Regions from separate parts of the Bombyx mori genome. Here region 1 is linked to region 2. The links are chromatin contacts, called in public Hi-C maps. All regions are on one chromosome and are shown on one strand. Each heading gives the region's core, a stretch centred on a gene start, on an enhancer-like site or on the middle of the called end of the contact. The rest is flanking DNA. Distances are from core to core; before and after follow the strand shown.

Region 1 (3,191 bases), core at 33-2,532, 83 kb after region 2:
CTCGAGACGGAACGAATTTTATTATTCATACATTCTTTTATTTATTGAATACTATAACACCTGTATCATTAAAACGAATTTACGATGACAGGGACGTGGAGAAAGTGAATGACGCACAAATAATAATGTCTTAAAGTCGCCAAATATGTACTGTATTGCATTTTTAATACGCTTTTATTAGCTTCAGACGTATGTATGTAACGGAATCTTTGAACATGATTTTGACCCCCTTCAAAACGTCGGATTAACTCGAAATTTGGTATATTTATTATGGACCGATGACAATTAAATATTTGAAAAAATATATTGAAGAAATTGAAATTCAACTAAAAAATGAAAAATAAATAATACTTTAAAAAAAACTAACAAAATACGCTTTTATAGAAAATCCAACTTAACATATAGAAAATACATTTTAATAAATTTGAATTAAAAATAGTGTAAGAAAAAATGATTTTATTGTAAAAAAAAGCTTTTCAGGATATTATCAAAATAACCCTTCTACTCATATCTGTTCATAAAATATTTATAACTACTTTTAAACTATTATTTAGTTTTTTTTTATCTATTATTTATTTGAGTAAATAAACGTTCTATTCAATTGTTCCTCGATTAATGTTGCTCAAGTTTTACGACTAAGGAACATATCCAGCGTCACTGAACAACGAGCTCATCATTCAGTACTTATATTTGAGGCTTGTGTGTAGAGCGTGGACTGTATTTTGGACTGGTCGCTTCAATAAAGCTATATTCAGAGCGAAGGATTTTTATTTTCTTTTAAGGTACAACACGTGCACGTACGACCAGATTTTTTTATTCAAAAACGATCATACAAAACTTCATGCTTAGGATTGCTCTAAAGAGCCTCAAACCCGTGAAGTTGAAGTATGAACCCGCAACAAGCTTTTAATTCCTTCCTTTATTAGTCCGTTATCCAATTGTATTTTTTAAATAGAGAACGCTGATACATAACTTAAAAGTTACGAAATATTTACCACTACTACGAACCAAGAAAAACAAATTTACGGCTAATTCGTTGTCAAAGCCACTAGTTTCCAGTTAGGTAGGTACGTGAAATTTTCCGCGCAGTTAATGTCGTAATATTTAATTAAACAAACCGTAATTACCTGAAATACCAAATGCTCTCGCACGGTCAAAGTGCCTATGAACAGATCCTGTTGCTGGACATAAGCCGACAGCGCTGTCAAAGCGTCAGGAGTGGCCGGTTGCCCATTCAACGCCCTGGTACCAGTGGCGACAACACCACCGGGCGTTCTGAACGTAAGCGTATTGAGGAGTGTGGTCTTTCCGGCTCCCGACGATCCCATGATGGCCAGCAGTTCACCAGGATAGGCCGCTCCGTTTACTGTTATGAGTCGAGATAATTTTAATGAATAAAAAAGTATAAAAGATTGAAATAATATATTTCTAGTTAAAAATATATATTTTATTTTGTTTTCATCATTTGTTACATTGAAATAACAAATGATGAAAACAAAAACTATAATAATATACAAGCAATAAATACACAAAACATAAATATATCTAGCTCAAGTATATTTTTAATGCCAGCTACATGTGAGGAAATTTATAAAACAATTCATTCTCTCAATAATACTAACTCAACAGGTTATGATGAACTGCCCACCTTTATACTAAAACAATGTGCAATAGCCATTACACCTGTACTCTGTCATATTATCAATCTTTCATTAACTGAAGGTACATTTCCTGATAAATTGAAAATCTCAATAGTGAAACCTATATACAAAAAAGGACATAAGGAATGCATCAATAACTACCGACCGATTACTTTAATACCTATACTTGCAAAAATATTCGAAAAAATCATGCATTCTAGACTCACAACTTTTCTTAATAAATCTGAAGTTATAAAATCTGAACAACACGGTTTTCAAAAAGGCAAATCTACTACACTAGCAGCTTTTAAACTCATTAGTAAAATTACTGAAAATGTAGACAGAAAAATACCCACGGTTGGAGTTTTCTTTGACATGACCAAAGCCTTTGACTTTGTTGACCATAACATTCTTCTACGGAAGTGTAATAATTATGGCATTAGAGGGATAGCTGAAAAATGGCTTAGTAGTTATCTAAGCAACAGACAACAATATGTTGAAATTAGGGATATTGATAATAACAATGAAGAAGTGGCTTTTAAATCTTCATTAGCGTATAATAAAGTAGGTGTCCCACAAGGGAGCATTTTAGGACCGCTACTCTTTATCATTTATATAAATGATCTCCCAGAACACATACATTACCCATGCAGCTTATTTGCTGATGATATAGCCGTTGTAATCACCAAAGATGCCACACTAGATTTAAATGATGAGATAAATGCTACTGTTAGTAAGGTCATAGATTGGATGAATAAGAATAACTTAAAAGCTAATTTAGACAAAACGAGATATATACAATTCTATAATAGACACAAATTTATTAATAACTTAAATATAACTTATAATAATAACACACTAAATGAATGTAATAGCATAACATTTTTAGGATTAAATGTGGATAATCAATGTAGCTGGAATCTTCACATAGATATTACTTGTAGTAAAATTAATCGATTCTCATATGCACTTTGGCGACTTACAAAAATATGTAATTTAAAAACTGCATTACAGGCCTATCATGGATATGTCGCCTCAAATATCAGATACTGTATACCCCTCTGGGGAAATTCTAGTCACATAAATAGAGTGTTCATTGCACAAAAGCAATGTGTTCGTGCCATGTGCAATATTCATCCTCTGACTTCTTGTAAACCATTCTTCCAAAAACATAATATTTTAACTGTACCATCCATATATATACAAGAATGTTGTTTGTTTGTTAAAAAGCACCCACAATTATATAAATCGTGTGGCGAGTACTGTCAATTTAATACAAGATACCCTACTAAACTAATGTTACCAAGTATAAATACTCGTTACTACCATACAAACTGTTATCCTATGACTATCAGAATATTTAATAAGATACCAAACAGCATAAGAGATCTTCCACTAACTCAATTTAAAAGAAAATTATATTTATGGCTGATAGATAAGGCTTATTATAGTGTGCAAGAATTTTTAAATGATAAGTGTTGTACATAATAAAATATTAGAATAAGAAGTGATAGAATGTAAAAATAGATAGATTTAGTAAATTTTGTGTTA
Region 2 (3,429 bases), core at 311-2,810:
AATGTCCCGAGTGATCCTTTCAAATCCGGATTGATAAGATTATGGATTTCCATCAGCTTTGAATAATGTTAGATTCATTCGCGAAGCAGTTACCCTTGAGTTGTTAGGTCTCCTTAGGAGGCGCTCGGGTAGTTGTTAGCAAATTCCATCTACTCAAAACAAAATATTTACGTTTATGCAAACGATAAAACTGGTCAACTATATTGACGTCTGGTGACCAAATACGCATATCATATTAAACGAAGACATTTACATTTTTTTTATTTTCTTATTTTTTTTTTCGTTAAGTTCAATGACATTCATTAATATTTATAGATTTAAATATCGAAATTATTTTATTTATTTCGAGTTTCACATGAATATGTATTTAATAATATATTATTCTCTTATGTTACTAGTTAAGGAACATCACAAGGTGAAAGAGATATTATACAATTGTCTAGACGAGCGCGACCAAATTACTGAACTACCTACAGAGGTACTTTATGTAGAAGAAGAAGAAGAATAATACGAATAACAGTAGAAGTAAAAAATCATTCAGGTCTTCGATAAATGAAGAACAATATTTTCATAGAAAACACAATTTAAAACCTACTAAATCTTGAATTCTAAGTAAATCTTGAATGTTGCGATGGATGTGTGGAGTAACGAGAATGGATAGAATACGGAATGAATATGTTAGAGGAAGTCTGACAGTGGCACCTGTGACAGAGAAGCTGAGGAGTGTGCGTTTGGGATGGTATGGACATGTGATGCGTAGAGAGAAGATGCATGTGACTAGGATATGTATGGAAATGGTAGTGCAAGGTAGAGGGGGAAGTGGTCGACCGAAATAGACGTAGATGGAGTATGTCAAGGATGACATGAGAGAGAGAGAGAGGAGTGAGTATTGAGATGACGGCTGATAGAAGAGAATGGAATAGAAAAATTCGCTGTGCCAACTCCACCTAGTGGGATAAGGGGGAGAAAAAGAAGAAGAAGAACTTTAAAAAAAGAACTTTAGAGGGAGACTTCAAAAGTATCAAATTTCTCGGACTTCGTGTACAAAAATCAAATATTACGGAGAGAAACAAATAGACTACATTCCATTACCCCAAAGTAAGAAATGGAGAAAGCGTTAAGATAAAGCGTAAAGATATTTTAATGCATTGTCGTCGAATGTAAATGTGGGGAAAAATACGTTCCATAACTTAGATTAGACAATAAGGGGCTTTGCTTGGCGCTCCGCAAAATCTATCTTAATTTCACTGAGTTTTTATGGTTCTTTCAGGAGTCATAAATACACTCAGTCTGACGAGGTGATGCATTCCACCAGATCGTCTTAACGATCCAGACGGGCACTCGTTTTAACTATATTGAGACCTTAGAACTCATATCTCAAAGTGGGTGGCGGCATTTACGTTGTAGTTTTCTATGGGCTCCAGTAAAGTCAGGTGGGCTGTGAGCTCATCCTCCCATTTAAGCAAAAAAATAATAATGAAGGATCTTACCGCACGCTATGGCGACGTTGAGCACCAGAATCGAGATGAATATGGTCAATCCGATGGCGTAGGCACTGTACCGTAGCCCGGCGAGCCAATACACCACACCAGTGAACAGCACCGGCTCTATCAACAGCCCTGGGAACTGTCCAGTGGCGCACCACGATTAGTGTCAATGAAAGCTTTAAAACTATGGCCTTAAACGTTCGGGTATGGTATTGGAACGCAAGAGACCTTAGAACTCATGTCTCAAAGTGGGTGGTGGCATTTACTTTGTAGATGTCTATGGGCTCCGGTAACCAATTAACATCAGGTGGGCCGTGAGCTGGTCCGCCCACTTAAGCAGTCAAAAAAGTTTTTTCTTGGAGAATTATTTTTATGCTATCAGAAATTGAAAGTTTTCACACTCAAATCACAGAAATATTTTCGACAAAATTCAGTATGGTGATAGGTTTAACACCGCGAAATGCCATAAGGATGGCGTCCCACTGCTGGACACAGTTCTCCCCTGCACGTTACGCCATGAAAATAGAAATGGAAAAAGTGTAACTAGTTGATAATAAACTACTTCTATTCGTAACCTTAAAGTTTATTATGATAAAACCGCTAATACTACGAACGGCTAATTCGTATGCGTGGTAGTTTAAAGAGGTCGCAGCTACAGAGATATATAATTCACTAACAGAAAAAGAATTTATCTGTAATGTAAAAGAGCCTTTCTCACCAAAGCGATCATTCTGGCAGTATAATAGACCGGCGTGGAGTACAGTCCAGCCTTAAGTTCTCTGTTGAACAACGGAAACTCCTCAGGAAACATGTGAAGAACTGAATACATGGGGCTGAACGTGTTCTCAGCTATGATGATGAACAGAGCCCCTTGGACGTCTTGAACCCCGGCTTGTGTTAGTCGGGGCGTGCCCAAGAAACAAACGCCAGCTGTTAAAGCTATAGCCTGGAATTGAAAGAAAATGGGAAACCACAGTTAAGATATTCCTTTTGATTGCTATTACAATACATGACAAGGATCACACATTTGAATTCGAACAAATTCTCTCTTCGGACCGTCATGCCGAATGTTGCATATACGAACATATATTGTACACTTATTATAGCTTTAGCTTAATTATAGAACAACTTATGTGTCGTGATTTCGTATCCAGCGATGCAACTATGCTGGGATTAGAATCGCGCATGCGGGTACCAATGTTGCTAATGATATTTTTGACATAAATGGTATGGTTGACATAAATTTAACATAACAATATGTTATTAACGAATGACTTCGGATGATAAAAATGAAATCCGCAAAAGTTAAAATGGCGCAGTCGCTACTTGTGAGTCTGTACGAGTAGGACGATATGAGAGAAAGAGAGGGGAGTGAGTGTTAAGATGACAGTTGACAGAAGAATGAATGGAACAGAAAAATTCGCTGTGCCGACCCCACCTGGTGGGATAAGGTGGAGAAAAAGAGGAAGAACACTTTACTGGTGGTAGAGCCTCTTGTGAGTCCGCACGGGTAGGTACCACCACCCTGCCTATTTCTGTCGTGAAGAGTTATGCGTTTCGGTTTGAAGGGTGGGCAGCCGTTGTACCTATACTGAGACCTAAGGACTTATATCTTAAGGTGGGTGGCGCATTTACGTTATAGATGTCTATGGGCTCCAGTAACCACTTAACACCAAGTGGGCTGTGAGCTCGTCCACCCATCTAAGCAATAAAAAAATAAAAAAGGACGTCTTGTGAGCGCGCCCGGGTGACCCTAATACCTATTTCTGCCGCATAGCAGTAATGCGCTTCGGTTTGAAGGATGCGATCATCATTAGAGAATACAACGGAGACTTTGACCTCATGTACGTAACGTGAATGGTGCTCACAGGTGCTATTGAACGCTAATAAACGTGATCACAGTCTACATCAATCTGGCAGTGGAACTGAGCATGTATAGTCA

What was found. Hi-C and Micro-C count contacts between places; a contact is called where the count stands out from the background.
Region 1: a Hi-C map of whole pupa shows a contact between it and region 2, with 2.1 times the contacts expected there. The contact joins two enhancer-like sites. A contact is called at or near these places in 2 of 7 Hi-C or Micro-C datasets (both in whole pupa).

Annotation. Positions count from the first base shown.
Region 1 is chr10:14,363,044-14,366,234 of ASM3026992v2, forward strand. wh3 (ATP dependent transmembrane transporter protein) reads right to left here. Exons shown (of 13, transcript NM_001043569.1): 3 at 1,128-1,366. Among protein-coding and RNA genes, the nearest start is that of wh3, 20 kb to the right of the region's middle. Within about 2 kb of position 1,283, at least 1 of the 8 cell types and tissues checked has open chromatin away from gene starts, as enhancers often do.
Region 2 is chr10:14,279,596-14,283,024 of ASM3026992v2, forward strand. It overlaps -w-2 (scarlet), which reads right to left. Exons shown (of 14, transcript NM_001256993.2): 10 at 2,206-2,433; 11 at 1,491-1,626. Among protein-coding and RNA genes, the nearest start is that of LOC134199555, 10 kb to the left of the region's middle. Within about 2 kb of position 1,561, at least 4 of the 8 cell types and tissues checked have open chromatin away from gene starts, as enhancers often do.